3 separate regions of the Gossypium arboreum genome follow, and all the other regions are linked to region 2. A link is a contact called in public Hi-C data. All regions are on one chromosome and are shown on one strand. The core of a region is the stretch at or near the end of the contact, and the rest is flanking DNA. Distances in the headings are between cores, read along the strand shown. Region 1 holds the start of LOC108455619 (acyl-CoA-binding domain-containing protein 6-like). Region 2 holds the start of LOC108458074 (probable serine/threonine-protein kinase At1g54610). Region 3 holds the start of LOC108450009 (ISWI chromatin-remodeling complex ATPase CHR11).

The links. A called contact is a pair of places that touch in the nucleus more often than the background predicts.
Region 1: a Hi-C map of leaf shows a contact between it and region 2, with 4 times the contacts expected there. The contact joins the promoter of LOC108455619 here to the promoter of LOC108458074 in region 2. A contact is called at or near these places in 2 of 5 Hi-C or Micro-C datasets (both in leaf).
Region 3: a Hi-C map of leaf shows a contact between it and region 2, with 6 times the contacts expected there. The contact joins the promoter of LOC108450009 here to the promoter of LOC108458074 in region 2. A contact is called at or near these places in 2 of 5 Hi-C or Micro-C datasets (both in leaf).

What each region holds. Positions count from the first base shown.
Region 1 is chr10:102,907,146-102,909,924 of ASM2569848v2, forward strand. It overlaps LOC108455619 (acyl-CoA-binding domain-containing protein 6-like), which reads left to right and starts at 1,404. Exons shown (of 17, transcript XM_053020602.1): 1 at 1,404-1,881; 2 at 1,986-2,066; 3 at 2,440-2,529; 4 at 2,741-2,779. The coding sequence starts at 2,492. It overlaps LOC108486522 (monothiol glutaredoxin-S2-like), which reads left to right and starts at 358. Exons shown (of 1, transcript XM_017790619.2): 1 at 358-1,013. The coding sequence starts at 480. The coding sequence ends at 788.
Region 2 is chr10:101,964,756-101,967,869 of ASM2569848v2, forward strand. It overlaps LOC108458074 (probable serine/threonine-protein kinase At1g54610), which reads right to left and starts at 1,337. Exons shown (of 7, transcript XM_017757319.2): 1 at 509-1,337; 2 at 126-410; 3 at 1-43. The coding sequence starts at 880.
Region 3 is chr10:102,592,985-102,595,876 of ASM2569848v2, forward strand. It overlaps LOC108450009 (ISWI chromatin-remodeling complex ATPase CHR11), which reads left to right and starts at 1,481. Exons shown (of 25, transcript XM_017747427.2): 1 at 1,481-2,000; 2 at 2,210-2,341; 3 at 2,420-2,526; 4 at 2,742-2,848. The coding sequence starts at 1,812.

The DNA of each region.
Region 1 (2,779 bases), core at 154-2,653, 940 kb after region 2:
AACTGTACAAGGACTAATTTACTCATTTTTTAGTAGAATAGATAAAATGCAATCTGACTTCTATTATATAAATATTTCCATAGTAATTTTTTACCAAGAAAAATATGAATAAAACGATGAAAGTTGGTAAAAATTATAACGTTTCACCGTACAAAGGACACCAATTCCGTATGCAAAGAAAGATTCGTGATGCTGCTCTATCCTTCTTTTTTGTTCAGCATTTGATCGCTTTATTTTATGATCTAATCGAACAATTTTCTGATGTTTTCCTTTTATTTTTTCATTTTCATTTCCAACAAAAAAGGGAAACTTGCTTTTCTTGCCGACTAAACACCACCAGATTCCTCAAAAACCCTATATAAACCAGTGGGTGTTGAGCATTCAAAGCACTTCACAATCTCAACAACAGCTATACATTTAGCCTCTCACTTGCAAAACCCGTCCTAACTTTTGGCATTGTTTTCCGCATAGTATATCAAATGGAGAGAGTGACAAAGTTGGCATCCGAGAAGCCAGTGGTGATCTTCAGCAAGAGTTCGTGTTGCATGTCCCACACCATCAAAACCCTTTTCTACGACTTTGGTGTCAACCCTGCGGTTCACGAACTCGATGAGATTTCTAGAGGACGTGAAATCGAACAAACTCTTTCGAGGCTCAGTTGCAACCCTTCTGTTCCAGCCGTCTTCATTGGTGGAGAATTCGTTGGTGGAGCTAATGAGGTCATGAGTCTTCATCTTAATCGAGCCTTAATTCCAAGGCTTAGAAGAGTAGGGGCACTTTGGGTTTAATTCAAAAATTAATCCACTAACTTGCATGCCAAGGCACTAATAAAATTGTGATTATTATATATTATTATATATAATCACATAAATTAGATCCATGAAAGTGTAGATTTCAGGTCTAATTAACAGTGAGCACTACTAATTAACGAGTTCTCTTAGTGAGTGGGTATGTTATCTTTTGGTAATGTACTAATTATGTTTTTGAGTAATAAAAGTTGCGATTTACATTTACATTAATCTTTTTTTTCTAACAAACGGTAAAGAATCCTTTGAAAATTGAGAGAATTTTAAAAATATATTAAATTTTAAAATTGACTTGAAAAAATTAGATTAATTTAAATATAGATTAGACTTGGATTAAAATAATCAAGGCTCAAGTCTAGCCCAACTCATTTTCTAACTTTGTAATATATACTACTTTAATATAAACATTTAAAAATGTTATGATATCTATATATAAAATTTTATAAATAAAAAATAAAAATACTAAATACTAAATTAAAAACAATATAAATATATTTTTAAAGTTAAAAATAATGAATAAATTTGGATTAACAATTTATTATATAAGTAGACTCGAAAAATTTTAAGTTCACAAATATAAAATAAAGAGCATTAATATTTGTAGCGAAAATTTGTGAAAATAATACTTGGGAGTTGGTACCATGCATATAAATTGTGAAGCATATAAATGGGCATTTCGAAGAAGATAAATGGATTTGGGTTGCAAAATTTTTGGAGTAAATGGGCCAGGATTGATAATGTATTGTTGTAAAGTATAGAGAGAAGATGGTACAGTGTGATGAAAAGTTATAGCAGGCAGAGGCAGTGATGGCAGCGGCACGCAATTCCCGAGAGAGATGGATCCTTTGTAATGGAGCCCACTGCCGCTCGCCATTAAATGCCTCGAGGCTCGACCATCAAAGTTTTACACTAAACAACAAAACTACACGTATTTTTTTAACATGGTCTCTTTATTTTTGCCATCTTTTTTGACACAGAAACTTATTCAAATTTCCCATGTTATTTCTCACTCTTCCTTAGTCACCCGCATGGAAATAGTAAAAACTGGAAAAGAAAATGGGTGGTTGGAATGAAAGTAAGTTCTTTTGTTTCCATTTTAATTGTAATTTAAGTTTTTATTACATAGTTTTAGTTTTCTTTGTATTAAGCTAAGTAGCTAGCTACCACTATTATCTGTAGGTTGTTAGAGGGACCTTCCAAAGCAAATCTTGGCAAAGGATCTCATAAATCAAACAAAACACAACAGGACAAGACGACCCGGTACTTTGTCTTTCTCTCTCTATCATCACTATTTGCAGAAGTACAGTTCACTTCTTCAATGTGCACCTTCTTAGTGTTCTTTCACACTCCCAAGCTAATGCTTCAACTACTTTCTTCCTCATCTACCTTCATTTCCTCAATGGCCAATTAATTTTATTTCATTTTCCTTTTTTTTATTCTCAAACAGCTCAAGTCCAAGTTTAAAGGTCAAACCTTTTTGTCTCAGGTTTAACATATGACCCGATTGTACTTTGTTTTTATTTGAAAAAAAAATAAAAAAACAGAACTTTGATAAAGGAAGTGTTAGGCTTTTTTGTTGTTTTACGCTGTTTCCTTGATGATAATGTAGCTTCATTTTTTGTGGAAATTTTAGGGCTTTATTTCCTGGTTTTTGATTGAAAGAGTTTTGCTTTGCTTTGGTGAAAATGTTTAGCTTTTCTCGTAGACGCATGAAGCTTGGCAGGTCAGTTTCTTCTTCCCATATATATCATTTTCTATTTTTTATTAAAATTTATGTTCTTTTTACCTTTATGTCAATAAAGAAACTTGGTGGATAAAGGATGCAAACTTGATTAAATATTTCCCCAAATCCCACATCTTTTGTTTTCATGAAGAAGACCTCTTGTTGCTGAACATTGTTCACTTATTTTTAGTATATTTTTGTGTTGATTTAGAGTGAAGAAAGTACAGCTTTCAGAGTCCGCCAATGGAAT
Region 2 (3,114 bases), core at 87-2,586:
AATGTTCGAGCCCCGATAACAACTGATGCATATAACATTTTACCTGTCCATATCAGCAGAAATCAAATCCATAACTTAATTCAAAACCAGCATAAGCAATAAAAACGAAAAAGTATTTATTTTACCTGAGACTCGGTGAACTTTATAGCCGGACTAGCAGCGAGTCCGGCCAAATCGTGCTCCATATACTCAAATACAAGATACAAACTACATGACATTCTCGAAGTCACCAATCCTTCTAATTTTACCACATTAGGATGATCCAATCGACGTAAAATCTTAATCTCCCTAGCCATGAACTTAACACTTTCCGGCTCCAAATTATCGAAACGAACTTTCTTTAATGCAACAACCTTCCCAGTCAAAGTATCCCTAGCTTTGTACACATTACTGTATGTTCCTTGACCAATCTAAACAATCAAATTCACAAAGCTACGTAAGTAATTACATAGGAGCAAAATACTACTAATAAATACATAAATGAGGCTATGAGAAGAAGTTAAGGCACCTTATCAATCTTCTCAAAAGAATCAGCACGGCGAGGAGTCCAGCCGCTGATGGCTTCACCGGCGACGTTCGACAGCCAAGATGGCCAGCCGGCGGCGACTTGTTCGCCGTGGACGTGCCTGGGTGGGTTACTCAGCCGTGGATTTGGCCGTGAAGACTTCCTTTTCGCTCTTGCTTTAGCTGCAAAGGCGGCGGCAGCAGCTGCTTCTTCTTCCTCCGCCTTCTCCTCCTCCACCCTCTGGCTGTTACTTCCATCTCTAACAACCTCTTCACCCTTCTCCGACCTTTTGGAAACCCTACCAATTTCCTCTCTCTTCCTTTCTTCCCTCCCTACCGGTCTCCCTGAAACCTCTCTCCCAAACACACACCCCATAGTTCACTCATATCTCCTCTTCCTTCCCCTCACATTCCCACATTTTCTCACACTTTGTCTCCATCCGAACACAAAACCCTAAAAAAAGTTTTCTGAGAGATTAATTCAGAGAATGTAGTAATGAAATGTGTGTGACCCAACTTTCTTTATGACCCCCCAAAAAAAAAAAAAAGCAAAGCTTGCAATGATTTTTTTTAAAAAAAATTAAGACTTAAGTCCCACAAATTGTGGCACAGTCAACAAATTTCAGCTATAAAAAGCTGATAACAGTAAAATTCAACTACCCTTTTTTTTTCCTCTTTTTAGATTTGAAGAATTTCAAGAAATTTAAGATTTTTTTTAAATAAAGATTTTTTGGATCTGTTTCTACTTTCTGCTTTCCAGTGTTTATTTTTTTTAATTAATTGTTTATTTATTTTGCACTGGTCATTGTTTCTTTGACTCTCTTTCAGAAAGATTAAAATTTTGTTTTTTGGGGGATTTAATTAACTGCGGGAGATTCGGTGTTATGAGGAACTGTAACCAATTATAATTTGCCACGTTGAGAGGGAATGATTGTGATTTTATCATGAGGAGTCTGGTTGTGACGTGTAAGAACATGATTGGATAAGGTGGTGGTAGAGATGTAGTGGGTTCCACAAGACAGTGGTGTCTCTTTGATTTTGTTCCTCTTTCAGGTGGAGTACTTGGCCCCGTGCTTAACAGGGGAGCAACCGTGAGCCACTCAAAATCTGCCACTTGGATTATAAAGAAAAATTTTGTCTAGAAAAGAGTATATTCCCTTTTTTTAATTTAGTTTTTTCATTAAATGTGATCATGTAAATATGGCTTAAATACAAATTTAACCCTCAAATTATGTTGCTTTTTTGACAAAAGTAGTACTAAATTATTAATCTTGCCTCATTTTACCTCAAAACACTATATCTATTAATAAGAATGCAACATTTGACATATTCTTATTGGACGTCATACACGTTTTAAGTATAATGAAACGAAATTAATAGTCTATATATCACTTTTGATAAATAAATAAAAACTTTTGATACTTAATTGAGAAAATTAATATAATTTTGGGGTCAATTTCATAGTTAAACCTATAAATATTACATTAATGCAAAATTATAATTCTGTAGGATAATGAATATGTGCTTAAATTGGATTAATGGACCCACCTAATGAATTTAACAAACTTAAAAGAAAAATAATTTTGTTCAATTCTTAAAGAAAATTTTAAATAATAATAAAGAGTGTGAGTTATTATCATATCTATTTATGGATGAAGTTAAATTCAATTGCTTTCTATAATTTTATATAAAAGTTTACTTTTTCTTAATAAAAATAAAAGATTAAAATTGAAATTTATTTAAAATTAAATTAAATTAATTTTATTAATTACCTAATATTTTGGATCTGACCTAATTGAACTTATACTTAAAAACCTTAAATAAAACTCAATCTAAATTTAGTTGAATCTACCTTACCAAGCAAGTATATGATACTTCAACAAATATATCTATAACATTATTCTTAAATCATAGTATACTTTTTTTATATATCATATTAGACATTAATGTATGCAAATGAGAAAAATAATGTCCATCACATTATCCAAATTTATTTATTCATTTTTAAGACAATGATTTTCTAGTATTATTTTTTTGTTAAAATCTTAATATTATTAGAGCTATATTGAACCGATTGAATCAAAATTGATGGTCCAACTGATTGAACTGATGATATGTAATTGAAAATAATCATACATTTTTGAACAGATAAAAGATAAAAATTGAGCATTTAAAAATTAAAGTTTTTAATTATATTTCCGTTGACTTTTTATCTTTGTTTTGTTTGTGAATATATATTTTTAATTCTTCTTATTTCTAGCATTTGCTAATACTTTTTGAATTAATTTTAATTTTTAAAGTGATTGAATTGTTCAATTGAACCGCAAATTGAAAATTAAATTGGCTTCTTGTTTTATTCTATTCTTACGACATTAACCTTAAATTTATCTGTCCTAACAAATAATATTAACGTAAATGCATGCAAAATAAAAGTAATCAACCAATAGCTAAAAAATTTAATTTCATCAACAGAGATTGCAAAAAAAAAAAAAAAAGCACCAAGAAATCATGAAAAAATAGGTAAATTTCGTAAAGGAGAAGAGATGTGATGCATAATATTTGAAAGAGCAAAAGATTTATAGAAATCGTTCATAACTAAAGAAAGATGCA
Region 3 (2,892 bases), core at 231-2,730, 630 kb after region 2:
TTAATTTCCAGTTTCAGTGGAAGCCGGGTGTGACACTCTATACCTCAACACCCTTTACATTTGTTGTTTAATGGTGGTGCATTCAAATTGACCAATAGCATTCTATTCATCCAAGGCTCATTTCACAAATGAGTTTTCCCTTTTTGAGGTTGTACCCATCACAATCGCTTATCTTAGGTGGCAGAAAACCTGTCCCTTGGCTGTGGAGGTGATGGTTAGCTCATTGTAGACCTTCTCTCTCTTATAAACCTTTGACCCCTAGCCATTGTAGATTCTTGTGGCAAAAATGGCAAAAGAACAAACGAAAAGTTGAAAGCAAAACATATGGAAAACCCTTAAACTTTGAAGTTGGCAACAACTAAAGAAAAATTAAGAAAATGTAAGAATTCAAGAAAACATTAATGGCTTCATAGATGATTGGAACCCAAATTTATAGATTTTTCTAACAAGATTTCATAAAGGCACCGTTTTGGGCTCGAAGGCCATGGCCAATGGCATCTAGCCATGTACCGTGTCAAACATCTTTCATCATGGTCACTTCTCCCTAAACATAATCAAATTTATGATGAAACTTCTACAATAGATGCAATAACTCTTCGCTTTCCACGGTAAGGGGAAGCATTTTTCATCTTCTTTAAAAAGTTACATAGATGAATATCTCAAGAAAGGCCATTGTATAACCTCTTGTTCGACTAGAGGACTATTGTTATACCCCTTCGCTACATAGACACGTGTCAGCGTGGCAAAAAAGTTGACTTCCTTTTTTACTCCATTTAAGATAGTATCTTAGTTGGCCACCCACCTAAACTTGGGGAGTTGTAACACCTTTTCATCATCAATACCACCTGCTTTTAGGTGTGAACACACTCTTAATTCAATAAGGAGCTTGTTTAGGCATAAGTTCATTGTATTAATCGAGTACATAATAAGATGGGCCCTACGGTGCACACCCTTCACGCCCATAAATATCTTTTACGCATCTTGTAGGATTGAGTATTTATCCTGCCACGTCACACTTGTGGACATGAGTACCTTACCTATAAATACCCTTACAACGATGAAAAAAAAGATTGACCTTTTGAAACCCTCAAGTTACTTTGAGCAAACCTCTCATCTTTCACCTTAGTTAATCTATTCTCTTGTTTCTTTTTTACTCTTCTCCTTTCTAGGTGAACCGACCGTCACTGATTCACCACTATATCCTCCTTTATTGGGCCTTGTATCAACATACTATGTTCTCCTTTAAAGAAAGAATATTGTCTTTGTAATCTTCAATCATGGTGTTCATGTAAAAATGTTCATGAAATGAATTGCAATTTAGAATTTTAAATCTTATTGAAAACTATTAAAAGAAAATTATTATGAAAATTTAATTCAACTAATTCTATTCAACTTTTAAAATTCAATCCAAATTAAATTGAATTTTAATAAATCGATTTTGAAAAAACTTTAACATGGCAACTCAAATCGGTGAATTGAAGGGTTGGAACTTTGCCAACTCCGAGAACGACGACGCTGAGGCCTGAGGTAGGCAGCCAGCGGGTTAAGTAGGCGGGAAATCGTGGTTTCTCTAATTGGCGGGAAATTCCTCAATTGACACTCAATCCACTTCAAAGCATTAAATCTCCCCATCTCCAAATCCAACGGCCACAAATTTACCAACTTTATTTCACTCTCAATTTTATTTTGCACCCCATAACTTCCCTTACAAATAAATATTCGGCCTTTTATACAGTCACTCTTTTTTTTTCTTTCACTGAACGAAAAATAGAAGACAAAGAGAAAGAAGAAACCCTCGATCTGTCAAAGTGATGGCGAAATCGTCGAAGCCGGCGTCGTCTGATGAAGTCCTATCCAACGGCTCCAATTCTTCTGAAGATGAGCGAATCAACGACCGGATGGAGGAAGACGACGACGACGAAGAGCTCGAAGCCGTTGCATGCTCCGACGCCGCTTCCGACGAAGACGATGAACCCGTCCCTGAAGAAATCGCCGATGAGGTCTTTTACTATTTGCCCCCTCTTATCAACTTCTTTATCTTGCTTTCAAAATTTTTTCCTTTTGGTTGTTGTTTATAGTTAGGGTTTGCTAATGATTGAAAAACTTTACTTTTAAACTTTTAGTTTGTACACTCTAGAATGAATTATGCTCCTAGGGAAGCTTAATTTCAACTTTAATGTTCCTATCTAAATGATTTTTTTTTTTGTAGGACGAGTCTAACGGTGATGATCCAGAAGTTAGTAAGCGTGAAAAGGAAAGGTTAAAAGAAATGCAGAAGCTAAAGAAGCAGAAGGTTCAGGAAATATTGGACGCTCAGAATGCTGCCATTGATGCCGATATGGTGTGTATTCTATAGAAAAGTTCACATTCAGTTATTTTAAGTATAATTGATGGTTCTGTAATGCTTGATTTGTGGCAGAATAATAGGGGGAAGGGGCGTTTGAAGTATCTTTTGCAGCAAACCGAGTTGTTTGCTCATTTTGCTAAAGGTGACCAATCTTCATCACAAAAGAAGGTGAAAGGAAGGTACAGAATATATACTGCAAAATATGTTGAAATCCGCGATTTATCCTTTTTTGTGTTGTTTTTATGATATTGCTGGTTGTAAACAATGCATTTTTTTTTTTATCATTTGGCTTTGATGATTTTCATTGTTTTTTTTTTTTTGGAACTACTTTATATTAAAGTTGTTTTGACTTAGACATTCTCTAGTAATGGTTTCCACCAATTGTTTAATGTAGGGGCCGTCATGCTTCAAAAGTAACTGAAGAGGAAGAAGATGAAGAGTGTTTGAAGGAGGAAGAAGATGGTTTGTCTGGAAATACTAGATTGGTGGCTCAGCCTTCTTGTAAGTTCTTTCTCTCTTGCTCACCTAGACCTATCAGTTGGAGA